2 separate regions of the Pan troglodytes genome follow, and region 1 is linked to region 2. A link is a contact called in public Hi-C data. All regions are on one chromosome and are shown on one strand. The core of a region is the stretch at or near the end of the contact, and the rest is flanking DNA. Distances in the headings are between cores, read along the strand shown.

Evidence for each region. Hi-C and Micro-C count contacts between places; a contact is called where the count stands out from the background.
Region 1: a contact with region 2 is called in a Hi-C map of stem cell-derived neural progenitor cells, with 2.6 times the contacts expected there. The contact joins two enhancer-like sites. A contact is called at or near these places in 2 of 7 Hi-C or Micro-C datasets (blood and stem cell-derived neural progenitor cells).

What each region holds. Positions count from the first base shown.
Region 1 is chr3:170,784,556-170,789,122 of NHGRI_mPanTro3-v2.0_pri, reverse strand. SH3RF1 (SH3 domain containing ring finger 1) reads left to right here. Exons shown (of 12, transcript XM_517530.8): 11 at 99-457. Among named protein-coding and RNA genes, the nearest start is that of CBR4, 95 kb to the right of the region's middle. Within about 2 kb of position 3,207, at least 9 of the 24 cell types and tissues checked have an H3K27ac peak or open chromatin away from gene starts, as enhancers often do. A contact at or near this core is called in stem cell-derived neural progenitor cells, where this site is marked.
Region 2 is chr3:170,696,481-170,701,431 of NHGRI_mPanTro3-v2.0_pri, reverse strand. No RefSeq gene overlaps it. Among named protein-coding and RNA genes, the nearest start is that of CBR4, 7.0 kb to the right of the region's middle. Within about 2 kb of position 1,626, at least 8 of the 24 cell types and tissues checked have an H3K27ac peak or open chromatin away from gene starts, as enhancers often do. A contact at or near this core is called in stem cell-derived neural progenitor cells, where this site is marked.

The sequences.
Region 1 (4,567 bases), core at 1,958-4,457, 86 kb before region 2:
AAAAATTAAAAAGTAGTAATGAACTATAGGGCCCTTTAGATTACACCAGCAATAGTACTGTCATTCTCCAACTAAGGCTCATTATTTTTTTTTTCCAGAAAGAAAAAAAGGGTTTGTTGAAGTTGCTTTCTGGCGCCTCCACTAAACGGAAGCCCCGCGTGTCTCCTCCAGCATCGCCCACCCTAGAAGTGGAGCTGGGCAGTGCAGAGCTTCCTCTCCAGGGAGCGGTGGGGCCCGAACTGCCACCAGGAGGTGGCCATGGCAGGGCAGGCTCCTGCCCTGTGGACGGGGACGGACCGGTCACGACTGCAGTGGCAGGAGCAGCCCTGGCCCAGGATGCTTTTCATAGGAAGGCAAGTTCCCTGGACTCCGCAGTTCCCATCGCTCCACCTCCTCGCCAGGCCTGTTCCTCCCTGGGTCCTGTCTTGAATGAGTCTAGACCTGTCGTTTGTGAAAGGTAAGTTCAACTTCGTTCCAGGAAAAAACTAAAAAATGAACAACAGGCTTTAGGCTGGAACATTATTGTGATATTTAAGATGTTTTGCCACATCTTCCTAAATGTTTTGAAACTGAGCTTATGAAAATAAGCACTGAATTTCTTTTCCCACTTGGCATGACATACTCTGTTTTCCTTTTTCCTTCCGTGTTTCTTAATGGGTTGGTCCCCAGCCTTCCTTTTCCTTTATTTTCTCTACTCTGCCATGCCTGAATTGTGTCCAGGTAAAAACTGTCAATCACTGGGAAATTGTTCATGGATTTACTTCTTTCTTATTTCTATTCCATTGCCACTAATTGCTGTCTTTTTTTTTTAATTTTTTGCCTTTTTTATTAAAAATTTACATCGTTTCCTGCTAGTTGTGAAGCAACTAGAGCAGGTATGTCCAATCTTTTGGCTTCCCTGGGCCACACTGAAGGAAGAATTGTCTTGGGCCACACTGAAAATATACTCATATGGCCAGGCACGGTGGCTCATGCCTGTAATCCCAGCAACATGGTAAAACCCTGTCTCTACTAAAATACAAAGAAATAGACGTGGTGGCGAGTCCCTGTAATCCCAGCTACTTGGGAGGCTGAGGCAGGAGAATCGCTTGAACCCAGGAGGTAGAGGTTGCAGTGAGTGGAGATCATGCCGCTGCACTCCAGCCTGGGTGACAGAGCAGGACTCCATCTCAAAATAATAATAATAATAATAAATATATATATACACACACACACACACACACACACATATATACTGTTAAAAAATATTTTACATTACATATATATACACACTAACATTAATTATAGCTGATGAGCTAAAAAAAAAAATCGCAAAAAAAATTCACAATATTTTAAGAAAGTTTATGAATTTTGTGTTGCACTGCATGCCCACGGGTTGGACAAGCTTGAATTAGAGAATTCTGTCAGCTAAGAGAACTCTCTTCTTTTTTTGAGACAGGGTCTTGCTCTGTTGCGCAGGCTTCAGTGCAGTGGTGCAATCACAAGCTCACTGAAGCCTCAACATCCTGGGCTCAAGTGATCCTCCCACCTCAGCTTCCTGAGTGGCTGGGACCACAAGCCTGTGCCACCATTCCCAGATAATTTTTTTGTAAAGACGGGGTCTCCCATGTTACCCAGGCTAGTCTTGAACTCCTGGACTCAAGCCATTCTCCTGCCCCAGCCTCCCAAAGTGCTGGGATTACAGGCGTGAGCCACGATGTCTAGCGAAGAACTCTCTTCTTCTTCCTGAGCCAGAAGGGTATGGCTAAGTTCTCAGTCTCAGTTCTGACTCTCCTCCTGACCAAGTGACTTGATTCAGTTACACTCAGAGTAATAAGCCCTGTTTTAGTGATTCCAGCCTTGAATAATTATTACAAAAGGGAGCAGTTCTGTTTGATACCCCACTGGGGTTCTAGGAATGTGTTAGGAAAGAAAATATATTATTTAATGAGACAAATAGCTACTAGGATTATTTAAACTCAACAATGAAGCACTGTTCATTACATAGGAAAGCATCATGAAGTATACTCAAAATAGTGGACTCTTTTTATATCTCATATAAATATATAGTATTTGTCTTAAGTGTCATCTGTTTTATTGTTTCTGTAAGCTTCATTTCCTCTGTGCCTGCATTTCATAAATAAAGCAAATTTCTGCTTTGTGGAGGTATTGCTTTTTTGGTAGCATTTTCTATGTTGCCGACTTGAAATCTTACTATAAAGTGTTATGTTTTTAAATGCCTTAAATTCACCTTACCTCTGTATTTCAGATGAAGCCATAGGTATATTTGTATCCACCAAAACCTGAGGCCTGCATTCATATTTTTGGCACACTTTTTAACTTAAAAATAAACTAGGAAAAATGGAAAAGAATAAATTTCAAACCTACTTACATTAAGTACAAAGCTCACAATTTATGATTTTTTTTTTTTTTTTGAGATGGGAGTCTCACTCTGTTGCCCAGGCTGGAGTGCAGTGGTGCAATCTCGGCTCACTGCAACCTCCACTTCCCGGGTTCAAGTGATTCTCCTGCCTCTGCTTTCTGAGTAGCTGGGATTGCAGGCGCACACCACGCCCGGCTAATTTTTTTGTATTTTCAGTAGAGACGGGGTTTTGCCATGTTGGCCAGGCTGGTCTCGAACTCCTGAGCTCAGGCAATTCACCTGCCTCAGCCTCTCAAAGTGCTGGGATTACAGGCATGAGCCATGGAGCCCAGCCACAATTTATGATATTTATTTTTATAGTGCTGTACAATAATTTTCTATAGCTCTAACCCCCATAAAACCAGTTTTAAAATGAGCCATTGCCCTTAAAAAGTGTTCTCTCCCTACAAATGAAATCATTTTATCTTTCCTCTCATCTGTTGTGCTCTTAGTAAAGCTTTGAAATTTTGTCCAGAATTCACTGAATCTCTTATTCTAAGAGTCAACCTTTTTCCTGCTGTATTGGTCTGCTTTCCAGGGATAGCACCTTCTGTCCCTGGAGTTGGTCCAGTTACTTGTTTGCTTTCTCTTGGTCACAAAGCCTCCCTCCCTCCCTCCAGGCATTGATCTGCAGTTTTTCCTTCAAGCCCTGAGGGCATCTCTCCTGTGTTCCCCCTCATTTGTGGTATTTGTGTGACTCTTTTGAGTGATGGTTCACTTTGCCCAGACTCTCCCTAGGCACTGGCATGGGCACTGCAGCCTCCCTCCCCCAGTGCATTCCTTTTCAGTTGCCAGATGTCCTCAGTCTCTGCGGCTTCTGCATTCCGGTCCCTTCCTCTTAGAGGGGCTCCTTTCTAACAGCAGGCTCCTGCTGTTCAGTTCATCTGAAAAGAAGGAATTACTAGCGCAGACAGGTGATGGCGTTTCAGGGAGCGGGGGATGCACATCAGATAGGGAACATGGAGAATGTAATGACAGGACAGATGGGCCCGGGCATGCTGGAATTCTTTGATAGGTTTTTTTGTATAACCATTTAAATTTTTACAAGTGGGAAAGGGGTCTTTGGAGAAGATTTCTACCCAAGTTTATATTTTTATAATCCATATGTTCAATGGAATATTAAATATAATAGCCAATCTGACCAACTTTCCACAGCCTTTGCTTTCATACAGTGATGGTAATAGTATTTATTTACCTTGGATTCTTAGATCTGTCTCACAGTAAAAATAACAGGAAAAATGTGCGGTAACATATAGGAAAATGTTATATTATTCACTGGGAATGAAATTTTTTGATTAATTAAAAGCCACCAAGTATAGAATTTAGGGATTACTTGTGTTCATATTTTAAACATTTCAACACAATAAAAAGTGTTCAATGCTGAAAATGAAGGAAAGATTAACTTTTATATCAGTATGATTGAGAAAACATTTCAGAATCTAGGAATAATCCTTGATTTACAATACAAGCATCAACAACTCTTGCCCTGGCAAAATGCAGAAGGAGCCCAGGGTTCTTTTGGTAAAAATTCTACTGACTGGTAGAATTTCACAGAAGTATTTTTCAATTTATATTATTGGGACACTATGAGGTAGGATTCATCTACAGATTATAATGAGAACAAGCATAAAATTTCCTCTCAAACCATGACCCTATCTCATACATCTAAAGTAAAAGAATGTGCCAGGCATGGTGGCTCATGCCTGTAATCCCAGCACTTTGGGAGGCCAAGGTGGGTGGATCACGAGGTCAGGAGTTCAAGACCAGCCTGACCAAGATGGTGAAACCCCATCTCTACTAAAAATACAAAAAAAAAAAAAAAAAAGCCAAACGCGGTGGCGGGCGCCTGTAATCCCAGCTACTCGGGAGGCTGAGGCAGAGAAATGCTTGAACCCGGGAGGTGGAGGTTGCGGTGAGCCACAGTCGCACCACTGCACTCCATCCAGCCTGGGTGACAGAGCGGGACTCCATCTCAAAAAAAAAAAAAAAGAATGTGACTGGGGCAGCCGGTGCTGTCAATGGAAAGAAGCAACCACGTGGTGTAAAGGCTTAAGCAATCTCATAGTAAGGAAGGACGAACCTTGAAGTGTGTTGACAGGTCTTGGTGTCAGCAGAGAGAATTCTCTTAGGAACAAAAGGATTCTTCTGTGTTTGTTAGAGAGACTG
Region 2 (4,951 bases), core at 377-2,876:
CCTGACCTGAAGTGACCCACCCACCTCGGCCTCCCAAAGTGCTGGGATTATAGTCATAAGCCACCATGCCAGACCCAGAATTGTGACTGACATATTTTGTGTGAGATACAAGAAGTAAGGAATATCAGAAGAAAAACAAAAACAGAAGATGTTTTCTGACCTGAGAAACCAGAATAATAATATAAGGCAAGTCTCTCAATAGTGATGGCTAAACTATGGCTGTCTGATGCATAAGTCCAGAATGCCTATTTCCTGTTGAAAGGAGGTGCTACTAATTATTAATAATTGTAAGGCGATGGCATCGTGCTAAGTATTTTATATAGGATCAACCTATCTTATGGCTGTCAATAACCTCATGCCAGTATTATTTTCCCTATTTTTTGCATAAAGAAATCTTAACCCAGAGAGTTTAATAACTTGCCCAAGATTACACAGCTTGTGGTAGAGCCAGAATTCAAATTCAGTAGACTAAACCCAGAGTTATATATGATGCTATATTGCCAGTTTTATATATGTTTATGGAATTTTGCCTGAAACAGTGTTTGTTGTGAATGAAAAGTATTCATGTTGTCATCTGTCACTTTTTTTATTTTTGGAGACAGGGAGTCTCTGTCTGTCACCCAGGCTAGAGTGCTGTGGCATGGTCACAGCTGACTGCAGCCTAGACCTCTTGGGCTCAAGCAATCCTCCCACCTTAGTCTCCCAAGGAGCTAGGACCGCAGGCACGCACCACTACACACAGATAATTTTTCAATTTTAATTTTGTAGACACAGGGTCTCTCTGTGTTGCCCAGGCTGGTCTCAAACTCCTGGGCGCAAGTGATCTTCCCACCTTGGCCTCCTGAAGTGTTGGGATTACAGGCGTGAGCCATGGTGCCTGGCCTCTGTCACCTTCTAAGCCAATTCTTTTCAACTGATTTATTCCATCTCTATTTAGTAGAAGGGAAAAAGGATACATTCCATAGTTTTGGTTAAGGATCATCTACTTTATACTCATTTATTTAAAATTATTGTGGTTTAATGGCTAGCCTAGTAAATTAGCCAAATAAATTAATATGTCATTTTTAAAAATAAGGTGAATTTTGGCCCATTTTTTCCCACTCATAGGTTATATAGGGACCCATAAATATGTACTCCTTAACTCAGTAACTTACGCAAATTATGAGTATTACTTGCCAGAGGGGACTGATTCATATTCCTTATAGGATTGGTGTCTGTTTCACTTCTTAAAAATTCGTATCTCTCTCCATACATTATCACCTCCTTTTCCATTTATCTTTGTATTATTATATGTTGCGTGCTGGTTCTGGGACTCACTACTGGTTACTTGGAACAAAACATTTACAGATTTCATGGGGCATTGAGCTCAGCTCAATAATATTTGAAAAAGAGAAAAAGGCAGTTGTCTGTTAAGGAGACTAAATGGTGTACATGTTGCATTTAAAACAGAGCTTATTTTGAGCAAAGATCCCCTAGGGGGATGCTGCTTGTATGGTGTATCTGATCTGCTGGGGAGCACATGCCCAGCCAAGCCTCCTTTAATAAGGCCGCCCACTCTGAGCCCCTCTGGCAACGGTGCTTGGCTGCGGGTGCACCTTCTGCCTTTGAGCACCCCACTCACTCACATGGCAACCTGCCTCCCCCGCGAACTGCTCTCCACAGGCGCTAATCTATCCCCTCATTAACGACCAATCCAATTCTCTGTCTTGAACAAAGGGAGTCAGAGTTTAATCCCTTGAACTGAAAAGTCCTATGGGGCTCAGCCGTTTTCAACTGTGTGATTAGTAAATAAAGTGGGTCTGCAGGAAGGAGAAATTTAAAACAGAGGACAGCAGAGAAGGGGGCTCTTACGGCCTCAGAGAGCATTAAGGGGGCAGAGGGATGTGCTGCTGTGGTCCCTGGGGCTCCCAATGAGGCCCGTCTCTAGTTCCACGGGGTCCCAGCTTGCTTTTTGTTGATGTCATATTCTGCATCATAAACACATATTTGAATTGCTTTCGAGGGCTTCTCTTTCTTGCAGCCAAAAAAGAATCTCAACTACAATTACAACTATCTAAAGTCAGTTTCCAGATTTGGATTTATGTGTATATGGTACATTTTCAGGATTCCTGGGAAGATGAGGGAGAGACAATATCATGTAGTGGTTGGGGAGAAGGCTCTGTAGCGAGACTGCTTGAGTAGAAATTCTACAAGTTCTGCCACTTACTAGTTGTGTGATCTTGGACAATCTAACATCTCTGTGCTTTGGCTTCCTTGTTTGCAAACACAAGGGTAGCAATATTTTTCTACATCATAGTTTGTTGTGAGAATTAAACACAAGTAGACAGTGTGCTTGGCACATAGCATTTAAGTTATCCAATGAGCATTTGCTGTTATCTTGGTAAGGGCTTACTTTTGTTTTTTTTGTTTTTGTTTTTGTTTTTGTTTTTGTTTTGAGACAGAGTTTCACTGTTGCTGCCCAGGCTGGAGTGCAATGGTGCAATCTTGGCTCACCGCAACCTCAGCCTCCTGGGTTCAAACGATTCTCCTGCCTCAGCCTCCCGAGTAGTTGGGATTACAGGCATGTGAAACCCGGCTAATTTTGTATTTTTAGTAGAGACGGGGTTTCTCCATGTTGGTGAGGCTGGTCTCGAACTCTGGACCTCAAGTGATCCACCCGCTCTGGCCTCCCAAAGTGCTGGGATTACAGGCGTGAGCCACCGCGCCTGGCCAGTAAGGGCTTACTTTTACACACCCACCCACCCACCTACACACTCTCACAAACACATATATGTATACACATACATATAATAATGCATACATACCTATAATGTATACCTATAATAAAATATACACATGTGTATATATGTATACATATATAGATGTCTACACACACACATGCCCCCCTGCCTATTTGGCCTGAGCCTGAAGCTCTATGTTCCTATAGCACTTCATTCACATTTACAGCCTTTATCACACTGTATCATAATCTGCTTATTTGTCTGTTTCTCTCAACACATGTGAGCTCCACAATTCAGGTAATTGCCTTCTTTGCCCTCTTATCCCCAGAGCTTTACATCTGATACTGGGGATGTTCCTGAGCTCGCAGTAGATTCATATTGTTGGACAGGTAGATGCTAGATGATATTTCACTGTTAGATTGTCATCCCTTTAGCTTAACACTTGGCTCTCGGCTCAATTTATATGTCCCTAGGTGACATAACACTTTATGCTGTTACATTATTTACCACCTAGAGGGAATGAATTTCCAAGTCCTCCCTGAAAGTAAGCTTTGGCAAGAAGATAGGAGAGGACCTCGAGGGGTCTGGATGCTGCAGGCCATGGGCAAGTGACGAGGATGAGATTCACAATCTTCCTGTTTCTGCTCTGGAATAGGTCTCATAGTAACAACCTCTCCCCAACTCAACCTACACAATCAGCAGTGGCTGTGTGATATTACCTAGCAGCACTTTGCAGCTTGCCTGTAGTAGAGAAGAAAGTAAACAGTCACATTGTATTAGTCTGCTGGGACTGCCATAACAAAATACTGCAGACTGGGTGGTTTCGACACCTGAAATTAATTTTCTCACAGTTCTGGAGCCTGAAAGTCTGAGATCAAGGTGCAATCGTGTTGGTTTCTGGTGAGGCTTCTCTTCCGGGCTTGCAGATAGCTGCCTTCTCACTGTGTCCTCACATGGCCTTGTACAGGGAGGCAACAGAGAGAGAGAGAGAGAGAGAGAGAGAGAGAGAGAGAGAGAGAGATTCCCAGCACAAGCTCTCTGGTGTCCTATTGGATTTGGGCCCTACCCTTAGAACCTCATTTAATCTTAATTATCTCCCTAAGGGCACTATCTCCAAATACAGCCACATTGGAGGTTAGGACTTGAACATATGAATATGGCAGGAGAGGGGGGAGCGGGGAGGGACACGATTCAGTCAATAACACACATTAATCCCAAGTAGAGGCTTATTTTAATTAAGTTTTGTGTATGGCCCAAGTTTTCTACTCTGCATAACTGTTTAATCAAAATCCAAACTGAGAGATGGGTCTCTGTAGCCTGTAGATGAGAAACAAAAAGCAGTGATCCTTAAAATGAGATCCCTACAGGCACACGAGTGCCATCTGGAAATGCAGAAGCCATTACCTGCAAGTCAGTTTCGAATGTTAAACCATACAGTATCGATTCTGGCTTTCCCAGGTGACTTGCAAGAGTGAGAACGTCTTTCAGAGCCCAAGTGCAGTGAAGGCTGCCAGGCCCGTGCCTCTGATACAGATCTAGGAGTCTGAGTAGCTGCAGGGCCTGGATGGGAAAGGCTCACTTAAGTCTGGGAAATGCAGCAGGTGAGTTGAGAGCCATGTGAGACTATGCAGCCAGAAGGATAGAGGGGGGAAGGCCCTGAAACAAAGAGATGGAAATGGAATAGTGAGAGGCTGGGGTCAGAGGATTGAGGCCAGTCTTAGAACTAATTTCAGGAACACTGAGTTCTCCTCTTCTATGTGGCTTGGCAGGCGTGCTGCATTTGGGGCCTGATTTTAAGTATCCAGAGCTGGCTTTATACCATTATAAAATTTTTGGCTGGGAAAAAAAAGTTTCGTAAAATTTCAGGCATTATGCTCTCCCATGGTACTTCCTGGTGAAATGTCCAACCTGTGATCTCATCTAGGCGTAATACTAACTCTACTTTGACTAACAATCTCTTTCATTATTAAGGGTGAATTTTTAATTCGGAATTTTATTCTTCATGTATAAATTATGTTATCACCTAGTTGGCTTTGTAACATAATGAATGGATAGTAGCTGTAGTTATCATTCTTTGCAATCTTTCTTTGTTATTATTCATTTACTTTATAGAACATTATGTCCTGAAAGAAGAAGCCTTCTCTGACCCCAGGCCTCCATATTGGATCAATGCCCCTAGTTATGATCCCTCCTAGCAGCCTGTACTTCTCCTTTATAGTTCTTCCCACCAT